Regions from separate parts of the Xenopus tropicalis genome. Here region 1 is linked to region 2. Evidence: chromatin contacts called from public Hi-C data. All regions are on one chromosome and are shown on one strand. Each heading gives the region's core, a stretch centred on a gene start, on an enhancer-like site or on the middle of the called end of the contact. The rest is flanking DNA. Distances are from core to core; before and after follow the strand shown. Region 1 overlaps inpp5a.1 (inositol polyphosphate-5-phosphatase A). Region 2 overlaps inpp5a.1 (inositol polyphosphate-5-phosphatase A).

What was found. Hi-C and Micro-C count contacts between places; a contact is called where the count stands out from the background.
Region 1: a contact with region 2 is called in a Hi-C map of neurula embryo, with 1.5 times the contacts expected there. The contact joins two enhancer-like sites. A contact is called at or near these places in 2 of 5 Hi-C or Micro-C datasets (brain and neurula embryo).

Annotation. Positions count from the first base shown.
Region 1 is chr7:20,588,025-20,594,134 of UCB_Xtro_10.0, reverse strand. All of the region lies in intron 9 of inpp5a.1 (inositol polyphosphate-5-phosphatase A), which reads left to right. Among named protein-coding and RNA genes, the nearest start is that of nkx6-2, 100 kb to the right of the region's middle. Within about 2 kb of position 1,989, at least 1 of the 11 cell types and tissues checked has an H3K27ac peak or open chromatin away from gene starts, as enhancers often do. A contact at or near this core is called in neurula embryo, where this site is marked.
Region 2 is chr7:20,522,513-20,528,408 of UCB_Xtro_10.0, reverse strand. All of the region lies in intron 13 of inpp5a.1 (inositol polyphosphate-5-phosphatase A), which reads left to right. Among named protein-coding and RNA genes, the nearest start is that of nkx6-2, 38 kb to the right of the region's middle. Within about 2 kb of position 2,473, at least 1 of the 11 cell types and tissues checked has an H3K27ac peak or open chromatin away from gene starts, as enhancers often do. A contact at or near this core is called in neurula embryo, where this site is marked.

The DNA.
Region 1 (6,110 bases), core at 740-3,239, 66 kb before region 2:
GACATTTTAAAATGCCTTACCATAATATATGAGTAGAACATATCTCTTTGCCTGTGCTTATTCATAAAAGAACTACAGTAGGCATTTTCTATGGGGATAATAGAGCTCACCACATTTATTTCCCATAATGCAGGATTTATATCCTAATAAATATCTTATCAAATTATCTTGTCAAATTTGTATATACATATCAATAACTATGGCCTTTTTACATCTTTTCTCTTGAGCCACCATTTTGTGATGCTCTGTGTGTCACTCACTGATCACCTGACAGGAAATAATGTGGGTTCACTTTGTAACAGGAAGAAGAATGTGATTAAAAGACACAGAGCTTTTCTTTTAATGTGCACATGTTGTTGATTTGTGTGTGACCACAGCACCTCATACAAGCCAGAGGGATGGACTTTACTATTTAAAATTGCAGTATTCAGTCAATAACACTGATAAAAGAGACCTGCAATGTTCAAAACAGAGAATAAAGTCCCGGTTACTTCCTGTCAGCCACTGACCTGTCTCATACACTTGTGGGAGACCCTAACTTACTGACATTTTAGTCTTCAGTGGTCAGCTGTGATCTGTTTATATAAACACATGAAATATATTTTTATATATATACACAGGTATGGGATCCGTTATCCGGAAACCCATTATCCAGAAAGTTCCAAATTATGGAAAGGCCATCTGCCATATCACTCCATTATAAGCAATTAATTCTAATTTTTTAAAAGGATTTATTTCTCTGTAATAATAAAACAGTACCTTGTACTTAATCCCAATTAAGATACAATTAATCCTTATTGGAGGCAAAACAATCCTATTGGGTTTATTCAATATTTAAATGATTTTTAGCAGACTTAAGGTATGGAGATCCAAATTACAGAGAGATCCCTTATCTGGAAAACCCCAGGTCCCAAGCATTCTGGATAACAGGATATATATAGACTAATACACTTATGCATACGTATATTTTGGATTTATTGGAGCAGATAAAAACTATGAAGAGATGCAACTTTCTTTATTTTTTTTGCCTGTGTGAACTATCAGAAATGAATGGAAAGTAGATTTTAACATCCATTTAAATCCAACCAACTAAATTGCTTCTTCAAACAAGGCCCACTATCCAATTACAGAGCCCCAAACTGTGTCCTGGAAGATGCATTATTGTTGCTTGGCAAAACCTTGCAAATTGGAGTTGCTGGAGGCAGCCATGTTTGAGAATGATTTATTCACATGCTTGACAAATGCTTTTGTAAATGTTTTTTTTAGGATGTAAAGTAAGTGAAACTTTACCTAAGAAAATATCCTAGACATCTCTTCAGTGTAATTACATTTTACAGTCCTATTTTATATTCTGTAAAAGGGAATGCAAACCTTGTGTCCCTTTTCTCCTTTTCATAAAAATCCTCACCACAACATCATATTGTAAAGAAACTCCCTTTCATTTTTATTTTAACGTGAATTTTGCCTGCCTTGCAGGTTGCTTCTACTCTTGTTCTGTGAAAATCATCCATGCATGGTTCTTGCTTATTTGTAATTTTTTTTTTAACTGTGTTTAAAAAGAGAGAGTGAACTTTTTGAGCAGTGTCAAGGCAGGATGAATTGGCCAGAGAAAGCATGTTTATAGACTGTGTGAAGAACTTTGTCTTTGTGTGGGAATGTTGGTGACACTGTTGTGGTTTGCTTGAATGAACTGCAATGACGCGACTAATAAGGTATCCCGCTGAGAGCCACAGAGGGGCTTTCTCAGACCTCCCACCTCAAACCATTCAGGTCCAACTCAGTGTGGCTAATTTTTCCCATTCCTTCAATTCTTGAGGGCTCCTTACAAAAAGTAAAGTCAACTTTCACACCGAATGCTAGATAAGTGCTTTAGGAAATAATCGTGTAAACAGTATGTTACCTTCTGACCTGCAGCTGATACCTTTCCTTGGGACAAAGGCCTCTGGGCTATTGCATTAGCCATGGCTATTAAGGGAATAATGCAGCTGATCCTCCTTACAAAGTGCCTTAAGGAATGTTTAGCCAAATCAGTGTGCCCCTTGTCACATTGAATCATGCTCTGCCGCCTCCCACTTTCACATTGCAAGAATTTATTTGCTCTTTTTTATTCTGCTGGAGAAAACGTATAGTGAGAGATTCCAGCACAGGATCCTTTCCTTGAGCCTTTCTCACTGAGTCTAGTAATAGCCTCCCAGTCACTAAAATACAAAACTGTTCTGGAGAAAACTTTTGAAAAGTTCTCTTTTATACGCAAGAGTTTTTTTTGTATAGGGGATACATTTTGGTGGTCATCATTTCTTGAGCAAAAACAATTTCAAGATTGAAAAAGATAAAATAATGTAATTTTAACACCGCAGTTGTGTGTGTAATTCATTGTCACCACCATGAAGCATAACTGAGGGATTTATTTTCCAAAAAGTAGTTTTGTGCCCCCCAGCCTTGCCAATGGCTCTAAAGATTTCTTTATATGACCATATTTTATGATAACATTTTGCCCCCCAACTGCAGTCTTTCAACTGTTCGTCAGCTAGAAATCCTGATGCATTTCATCAACTAGAGGCTGCAATACATAGGCTTTATGAAAGTTTTAATAGTGAATATTGTACACCCTACTGTAAAATATTAGAATTTCATGGCCATTTACAAGTCACAGAACACCAAGTTGGCTTCTAATAGTTAAATATTTTACAACAAGATTACATTTTTTTATAAAACAATTTCAGTGAGTCATGAGACATCAAGGACATCACTAAGCATCCTCACTAAGCTTTATTTATATAGTGAATAAAGTACCCCTTTTGTAAAATATAAGGATATTAAAAGTCACCTCAGAGTTCCATGACCAATATAAAAATATGTATCCAGGTCATGGAACTCCAAGGTCATTTTTAATATTCAGCAGGGGTACTTTATTATAATACACATGTTTCAATAAGCCATCCAACAGAAATTACATCACTAAGCACCAACTGATGACATGACTAAGAATTGTTTATAAGGATATAATTTACAGAATATTCATGGCTCTTCAAATTATATGCAAAATCAGTGGCTTTCTTTTTGATGTGTTTTAGCAGAGACAATTCTCAGTATTTTCCATGGCAGGGTATTTTCTGGCATTTAGTAGCCGTGACAAGTAGCTGCTTCTAAGTAGCTCTGTGTGTCTTCACCCTAATACCTTGTCACCAGTTGTGACATCAGTTAAGTATTCTAAGCAGTAATAATTTAATAATTACACTAGATATGTAGTGTCACTGATAGGCTGTAGTTAGATCCTGGGGGGCCACAAGTTATTAAATGACTCTGTTTCTTCTACTGATCTGGTTAAAGAAACCCACTTTCATTAGGAAATTTGCCTGTTAGAGCAGTCTTTTGTGATGTATGTGGATATTTTTATACCCAGATAACATTGTTACTAGTTAACCTTCTGTTCACCCTTTGTGATATGAATCACGCTATCCTGCCGCTTATTGTTATGATGCATTTGTTGTTGTGGACCAATGGATGTCCTGAGAGGGAGAACTTATGGCTTCTTCATGTAATAGCATTCCTGAAATCTTTAGCTGCAGCCATAAAGCTGCAAAATGGCTGAAGCCACTTTAATTTATCTCCGCTTTTAGTATTTATTTTGGGTATAAGCGGCACATTTTTCCTGACACTAATCTTTAAAATCTAACTCTAAGTTTTTATTGTACCAATTCCTGCAATCAGGCGCGCGTCTCCCCATCAAATGTAGAGCTACTAAGCCAGTGAAAATGCTGTATTGTGACACCCACAGATTTTCACTGAAATGAACTCACTGTATGAGCTAGCCTGTAGCTTCTGGGATTATTTGCAGTTGGTTTTCATTTTTTATGCTTTTTCTTTTTTTGGATGGTTTAACTTTTGTTTTACATTCATGCAGTTTGGAATTTAAACTATTATCTAGTTTCTAGGGAGTCACTTGCCCTAGCAACCAGCCAGTGTTGATAATTCAAAACCAAAGCAAAATTATGTTTCTGTTGTAAAAGAAAAACTATAGCCCTGAAAATGTAGGTCTTTATAAAAAGTATATTGCATAAAACAACTCATGTGAAACCCTGCTTCATCTATATAAACCATTTTCATTTTATTACAAAGGGATGCCTCCTGGGAATATGATTTAAGGTGTACACAAACATGGTAGGCCGCATCAGCCAATTAATGGGCAAAGTTCTGTCTTTTACTCCCACACTACTTCCTGTTACCGTTTGAGATTATTATTATTATTATTATTAACATATATTTATAAAGCACCAACATATTCTGCAGCGCTGTACAATAAGTGGGTTTCATACATCGGACATACAGAGTAACATATAAAGCAATCAATAACCGATACAAGAGGTGAAGAGAGCCCTGCCCGAAAGAGTTTACAATCTACAAGGATGCATTTTTTCCTGTTAGGTGACCTCTGAGGGAGCACACAGCCCATCAAGGGAAGAGATATCAAAGGGCAATATTTACTGATATATATATATATATATATATTCCAGTTTGGTAATAGGCCACATAATATATAAACTATCAAGGTATAGTTTTATTAGGGTTTGACTCCATGTAGTGACGTAGTTTATTAAGTGCAATATTTGACCTAGTCCTAGTCCTGGAGCAATCTTTGCATATATTAATACATTACCCTTATTTCCCTGATACAGAAAGCTTTTTTCTGAGCAGGGGCAATTATTTGTATTAAAGGACTTTGTGCACAACATTTTGGGGATGTTCCCCTTTGTGAACTGTGGTGCCTTTATAATTGAGAGTTCCTGTGGCACATTGTACCTGCCTAAGGTTTTCCCACCAGAGCTGTGCGCCTACCCAGCCAGTTGCCTCAGATACAGATACATGGCAGTTTAGGAAATAAGGCAGCACACTACAGAAGCAACTGAAAGGGATTGCTGGTAGGGAACCCAAAGAAAGGGACCAGTGATTCTCCCTAGAACGGGACGACAGCATGAATGTTTTTGGCAGGGCTGTAAGTGTTGGATAACCCATGCGCTAAAATATTTTGTAATACAGAAGTGCCTTTTGGCTTGAGTCTTTTTCCCTGCCATAGTAGTTATTCTTTTTGTGATAATCCCTTTGGGCCAGTTCATGATCTTCATAAATGAGGTGAAACATTTCATTTTTATTAAATCCTTAAATGTGTAAGAGTAATGTAATTGAGCTTTAATTAACTGATTTTTTTTTTGTGTGTGTATGCGTCTGGCCCAGTCTTTCTTGACTCCATCATTACTGACTTGTGATATCCATTTAGTAACAAGCTGTAAGTGGCTTTTCTTTGGCAAGAACTGTCAATTCTGAAAAAATGACTTTGGGGAAAAATTAGCTGCACATACCTTCCTTGAAAAATCAATTTATTTAAAAAGCCGTTCCTCATTTCTTTCTGCCACTTCAGAAACATTCATTATTTTTATGTTAGCTGTAAATGACCTTGAGCAATGCCAAAAATCGAAATGAATTACTGAAACTGGCAAACGCCACGGTTCTTGCCCTCCCTATGAAGTTAGCGTCATGTAAAGGGTTGTGGTCTTTTACTAATAGGTTTTGGAGATCACGCATCTGCGTTTTAAATATTGTGGTGATTTGTTGTTTCTTTTTCTCAAAATTTTAAGAACATCCTGTTGTTATTGGTTAATAATGGGCAAATAATTGGTTAATTTTTGTCTGCTTGCTTACAATAATTTTGAGTCATGGGCATTATTTTGCATAGTTTTTACCTCATTCCATTTCCTATTTGCTTCTCAGAGTTGCATTATTGCTTTATGCGCAGCATACATTGTGGACCCCCACCCCATCCCTTTAGCTTCCAGGAATTTGCCCATGCAAAGTCTCCCCTCCCTGATTGCTGGGCAGCACATACATAGAAAGGTGTCATAAGTCCATGGGTGCAAGTCAGCCAAGCTCCTGGCATCACCAGGTATTGGTGGAAGGGATCCAGCAGAACCACTGTATAGGATTGTACATGGAGAATGACAGCAGCCCTTTACAGAGATACTTGCCGTAGGGCCAATAGTTTGTTGTGAGGATATTGTCATATAGCTTCCACTAGCTTATGCTAAGTTTCAGTTCAGGAACTGCTTTGCTTACTT
Region 2 (5,896 bases), core at 1,224-3,723:
GAGATGCGATAGTGGCACGAGGATGCTTCCGCTGGGCCGTCTGTGCCTCTGGCAAGTGGTAATTTGACATGATATCTATACAGTAATCAGTGACCACTTAATTCACTGCATGTGAACACGACATCCAGTTATTACATCTCAGCGCAGTCCCACGGACTCGACTTGTTAGGCCTGCAATCCATACACGTCTGAAGCTTAAATGGCTGAGTCGCAGAGCCATGGAAGATTGCCTCATTAAATTAACACTGGTGATATAATACAGCTTCTAATGGTCTGGGAAATCGCACAGATGGGCATTATAAAGCTTGTATTGTTAAATAAAATATTTATATCACGCAGCTAGCCAAGGATAATGAACTGCTATTGACCGGTCATGCTGAGCAGATTTGTTTGGCACTTTGCTTAATTTTAACATAACTCTTCCTTCCATCGACAGTGTTATCATTATGATCATTATGGTCCTTTGCCAATATGTTAAGCTTCTCTGCACACCAATCTGTGGATTTACTACGATTCTGACAAAATCTTTGCCTTTTTTCTGTGTTTTTCCTGTATTTTTCATGACTATTAATTGTGTGTAGGCTGCTTATGAAGCAGCTGCAGGATTTTATATCAATCGGTGTTTGTATGTAATCTGCATATACTTATGTTCGATTTTATGCTCTTAAGGCAAAAATATAAAAAGCAAATATGTAGTTTACAGTTATATCTAATGCTTTTCACTTAAATAATAATAAAATAATAAATAATAATAAAATCTGTACCGCTGGCTCCCCATAGAAACCACGGGAAGAGAACCAATGCTTTGCATGGTCTCTTTGAATCGGACCAAGATAGCTATGGGTTTTCTCCTTGTCCCCAATCACCACCATCTTCCTAACCTTCCTTCCACCCTTCTTTCATCCAAAACCCTCATTCCTGCAAGTGGGATGATACCCAAGCCCTATCACTACAGTTGGATTCTTTTTTGCCCTGTGTCCTGGAACTTGGGTGAGATTACAGGCCCTATACTTCCTGTAGTTTGCCCGCAAATCATATAATAATTTAACAAGATATACATTTAAGAAGTGTGGCATGTATATGAAGGCAATGGCCTGTTTTTATTTCTTTTTACAGTGCCAGTTCCTAGTGTGTCCAGGTATCCTTGGGTGAGATCTAAACCACTAGCCCAGTCTGTGTTGCACTGTAGTGCAAATGCATATCCATAAAAGATCCTAAATTAAAAGCCATTAGCCCATTGACCAGTTTTACTGTGCATGCTGTGTGAAGTTATGACTCAAGCCTTATTTACCCTGTGTTACTGGATTGCCCATTTAACCTCCCCTTTATGGCAACTGTTATTGTTAGTCTGGTCACCATGGTTTTGATGTAGCATTTGCAAAGCAGCAGCTGTTTAACACATTGTATGTTTGCAGGTCTGTGTTTACCCTCTAGATTCAGTTTAAATAAGAGATACATCCAAGAAGCTAGACCAGAGAATACCACTCAATTCTTCAATTAATTGGGAAAAAAAATTACAGAATTTTTGCCCTATAAAGGACAATCTCGAAATGTTTCTTGTTTGCTCCAGCTAGCTCCATATCTTGGTACGTTTAGAATAACACAGCACAAAGTGCTTAGTCACATCCAGTTGCAATGTGCCATTTGCAAAAATGTCCCTGACCCTGACTTTCAAACAGCTACTTGCCTAAAGCAGTGTTTTTATGCTTTTTGTTGGTTCAACAATCACTTTAAGGTCAAGTCCAAAGTAAATAAAGTTGCAAATATATGGGGACTTAGACTGAAGGATCATTTGCTCTCTTGGGTTGCTCTATGCCTAAATGACTGTTAAGACCACATTTTCACATAAGTGTAGGTAGGTGCAAAGTAGGGCTGGCTTACTCGAAATATCCGAAAGGCTCTGCATTGGAGAGAAAGTGAAAATAAACGGCGACAGATGGGAAAACTGGAAAAAATATGTGAGAGCAGGAAAGAGAGAGAAATAAAGGCAAAAAAAGATAGAAGGGCAAAAAGATAAGGGAAATAATGGGAGTAAAAAATAGAGAAAATATACAGACAGGTAGGTGAAAAGGTAAAAGAAGGGGAAAAATAGAAAAAGGGGAGAAAAAAGCAATGAAGAATGGTAGAGAAGAGAGGGCGCAGTAATTCGAGAAAATTAGAAGCACAAATGAAAAGGCAGTTGGGTTCTCTGTTAGACTCCCCCAACTAAACATTGACTCTTTATAAACCATGGTCACTGCTTAACAAGGACCTGTTACTGGATATTCCTACATATCTCTATATATGGCAATCATGTCTTATTAAATGTTGTGCAAAATGTCATTTCAACTGGAAAACCTGCTCTGTGGACACATTGTGTGTGACATAACAATGCCATGTTTTCATTGATTTGGAAGCCAAGCAATAAGCAATGAAGACAATGGCCCTATTATGGGTTTATGAGGCTTCTTTGTCATGCTTCTCATTCTATTAAACGCATTGTGCTTTTAATTGCCCAGTATTGTTGCCACATCATGTTTGTTTCTTGTTTATAGCACTCTATAATAGGGCTTAAAAGGGTAAAATCTTAAACATGTGGAAAAGACAGATAAGTGTCTCTTTCCATTTGAACTACCCTTGGGAATGAGGGCATCAGAGAATTAAAAAGAAAACCTTCCTGTGCCTTTATTTGTTTGGCATCGCAATCTCTGATTCTCTGATTCTGATACACCAAGTCACTAACTGATACAAGGCCCGAGGGGATCGAGAGAGCACTTATTTTTATCTACATGGACTTGTTTATTGTTACCTACAACTTTCTATGGAGTTATCATGAGGCAACTGTTTAACCACAGAGAAAACACAGAAACTAGCTCTTTCAGCTAGTGTTCAGCATATTCCCATGAAAATGTAACTGCAAACATGGGCAATTTATTCAAACATTCAGAATAATATGGCTGAGACCACTACAACCATGTCATTGTTATTATGAAAATGTCGAGTAATACCAGTTAGTTGGACCACCAGTACATGCCCAGTAGCCACAGTGAGTTCCAGGGCCGGAGGTCAGGAGAAGAAGCCAGTGTCAGCCGCGCTGTATAGATAGACTGTTGCATTTCATTAGCCCATTGCCTATACCCTACAGCTTTTTTCTTCTTTAAATCTATCAAATAAATAAACATCTGTACCGGTGAATATTTTTCATGGCCAATAGGTGAGTATGATGGCCAAGTTGCCTCAGCAGTACTCTATCTTTTAGTAACCTTTCTTGGGATTTATAACATCGATCATTGGCTAGGTAAGCTTCTAGGTGCTTCTAAGCCTTGAAAGTACCTCCTTAGTCATAACATTGTTCTTCATTATGTATCTGGTGAAAGCCAACCGCTGACTTTATTTTCCAGTGTACATACAGTGTATGTATGTACTTTATATTCTGTAGCAAGTTGACTTGTCTAATTAGACTCCATATAGCCAGGGCAAACGATTCAAGAGAATTTAGCTATATGTCTCATTCTGGTTCAATACTGCCTGACCTTCTGGGTAAGTGTGGCACTGTTTGTTGGGGATGGCTGTTTTCAGCATACCATATGATCTGATCCCAGTTGGTCCATCGACATCTATGGCGCCATCCCTGATGGTTGATTAATAAAGTACTTTGCACATCCCCCACTGTATGGCCAGTTTTACTTGCCACTAAAATAGTTTCAATCAAACCCTTGTAGTAGTACTTCTATATAAAGTAGATAAGGGATGCAAACCTTATATTCCATAATGCTGGGCTGCATAGTGTTGGGCGCAGTTGTATTTCTCATGGCCTTATCTTAAAGGGACAGTGGACCTTTTCCTGTAAAACAATAGTTCTTCTAAAAAAGCTGGGTGCTTTGGCCAGAATTATCCCAGTTGCATATTAAGTGTTGTCCCTCCCATAAGAAAAAATATATATATCATATAGGAGAGGGTTACCTTAATTATTAGTAAAGTGAATAAGTGATGACTTTTGGGACTTACTAGACTCTACTACCTATTTACACTGATGTGCTACTCCTCGAAGTACCCTGCTAATACATGGGGTATCCACTCGCTTCCAAACTGTATACATTATATAAAGGAGATACATTTTCATTTCTTGGCGTTACTGTTCCTTTAATTAAAAATCACAAATATATGAGTAAGGGCTTCAGGAACGTATAGCACTTGTGATTCTTCAGGGCATTGCAGTAAGCCCCTCTGAGCCTAACACATACATATTAACCCTCATATTCTGCAGTGCTGTACAGTAAATGAGTGTATACATTGAATATATGCGGATTGCAAAACTACAACCTTTAACTATTTTAAGGTAAAGTGGGCTCTGAGCTGGTACTTTGAGTTTAGTGAGCCGGGCGCTGCACATAAAGGCTAGCTTTTTCGGCCATTTTCTATCAGTGTGAGTGGGAGAAATTATTCTGGAGCTGTAGCCCTTAACAACCAGTCAGCAATTAGGACTAATTTGTCAACCTCAGTAAGTCTAATAAAAGCAAAATTCTAATTGGTTGCTGTGGGTTACTCCTCCAGAGCAACATTTTCACCTCTTTTGTGACTCCAATCCCACCCAGACATCTGTACATCTTCTTCACAGACTTTCCCTGTTTTATAAAACTGTTTCCCAGATCTTCATAAACAGCGCGGAGTGTCTGTTGCACTGAAGTAGCAAATTGAATCGGTAATGTGTTTGGAAAATGAGTCTTGTAAGGTTTGATGGGGTGGAAACGTACCGATACCAATGGTTACTCACAATGCAAGCCCAATACGCACTGTGCTTGGCTGTGTGCCACAGCTAATGTCTTTTTAATGGCAGACTAGCTTGTAAACCCATTTGGGTGAATTGTATTATATTATCGCGCCAAGCAGGGTGGTAAATAACTTTTCGATTGAAGCATCAGTTAATTTATTTTCATTATTACTTCACCAAGCTAAATTGCTTTGCAGTTCAAGTTGGCATAAAAAAAACTGGCATTCAATAACTGAAATTTAATGCAGATTTTTTTTTCTATTGGTTTTCACTGGTTTGGACTGCTTTCTGGGACAGAAATTACAGTTTTATCCAGGGTGATTACATTTTCAGAGGAATAGACTGTTACCGTCCAGCTGTTCGTGGCTTTATATTCCACAGGGTTGGCGGTTATGGAAGTAACGATGGTTACTGCCCGTTAGAACACAGACTATCTCAGATTTTTTTTTTTTCATTCCAGCATCTCTATGCCCCCATTAACTTAATTTAATGCAATGCTTATTAATTTATAGGGTGTATCAGACTGTCAGGAATATTCTATCTTGTAAATCTGACTCCTAGTGTTCCCAGCTGCTGGAAGGCCACACATGCCACATCCCCAGAGCCTAAACAATAGAGACAGATCACTCCAGCAGCCGTAGAGCCCAGGAGTGGTCCCAGCTGATATAGGCATGTAATACAGGTTATAGTTAAGGTTTAGGGGCATGACTTTGCTTGAAGGCCCAGTAGCAAGGATGTGCTTGTGCTCCTAGAAAGACACATTTCTAGTATGGGTTTGCTGGAAGCAGGTGCTTTAGGGGCCCTGTAACTTCATAAATTGCGTCAAATATTTGTGCTTTTGAGAATCACTGGACACATTATGTATTACAAATGCTGAGCATTTTCAGGGTCCTTTGGTTTTGGTGGAAAAAATCAAGGAAGAGAGAACTGTACTTTGCTCTTTACACTGCTCTTTCCCATCAAGTACATAATAATAGTCTTTAACATTGCCCCCATTAAACCTGCTACATTTGTGATTTAGGATTTATAACTGTATAAATAGTCATGTCATAGTCATGTTACTTAGGCCTTTAGTTCCCACCACAGTCTACTGTGGGAGCCAGGCCCAGACTGGGATTGAAATTAGGCCCTGGCATTCCAAGTAGA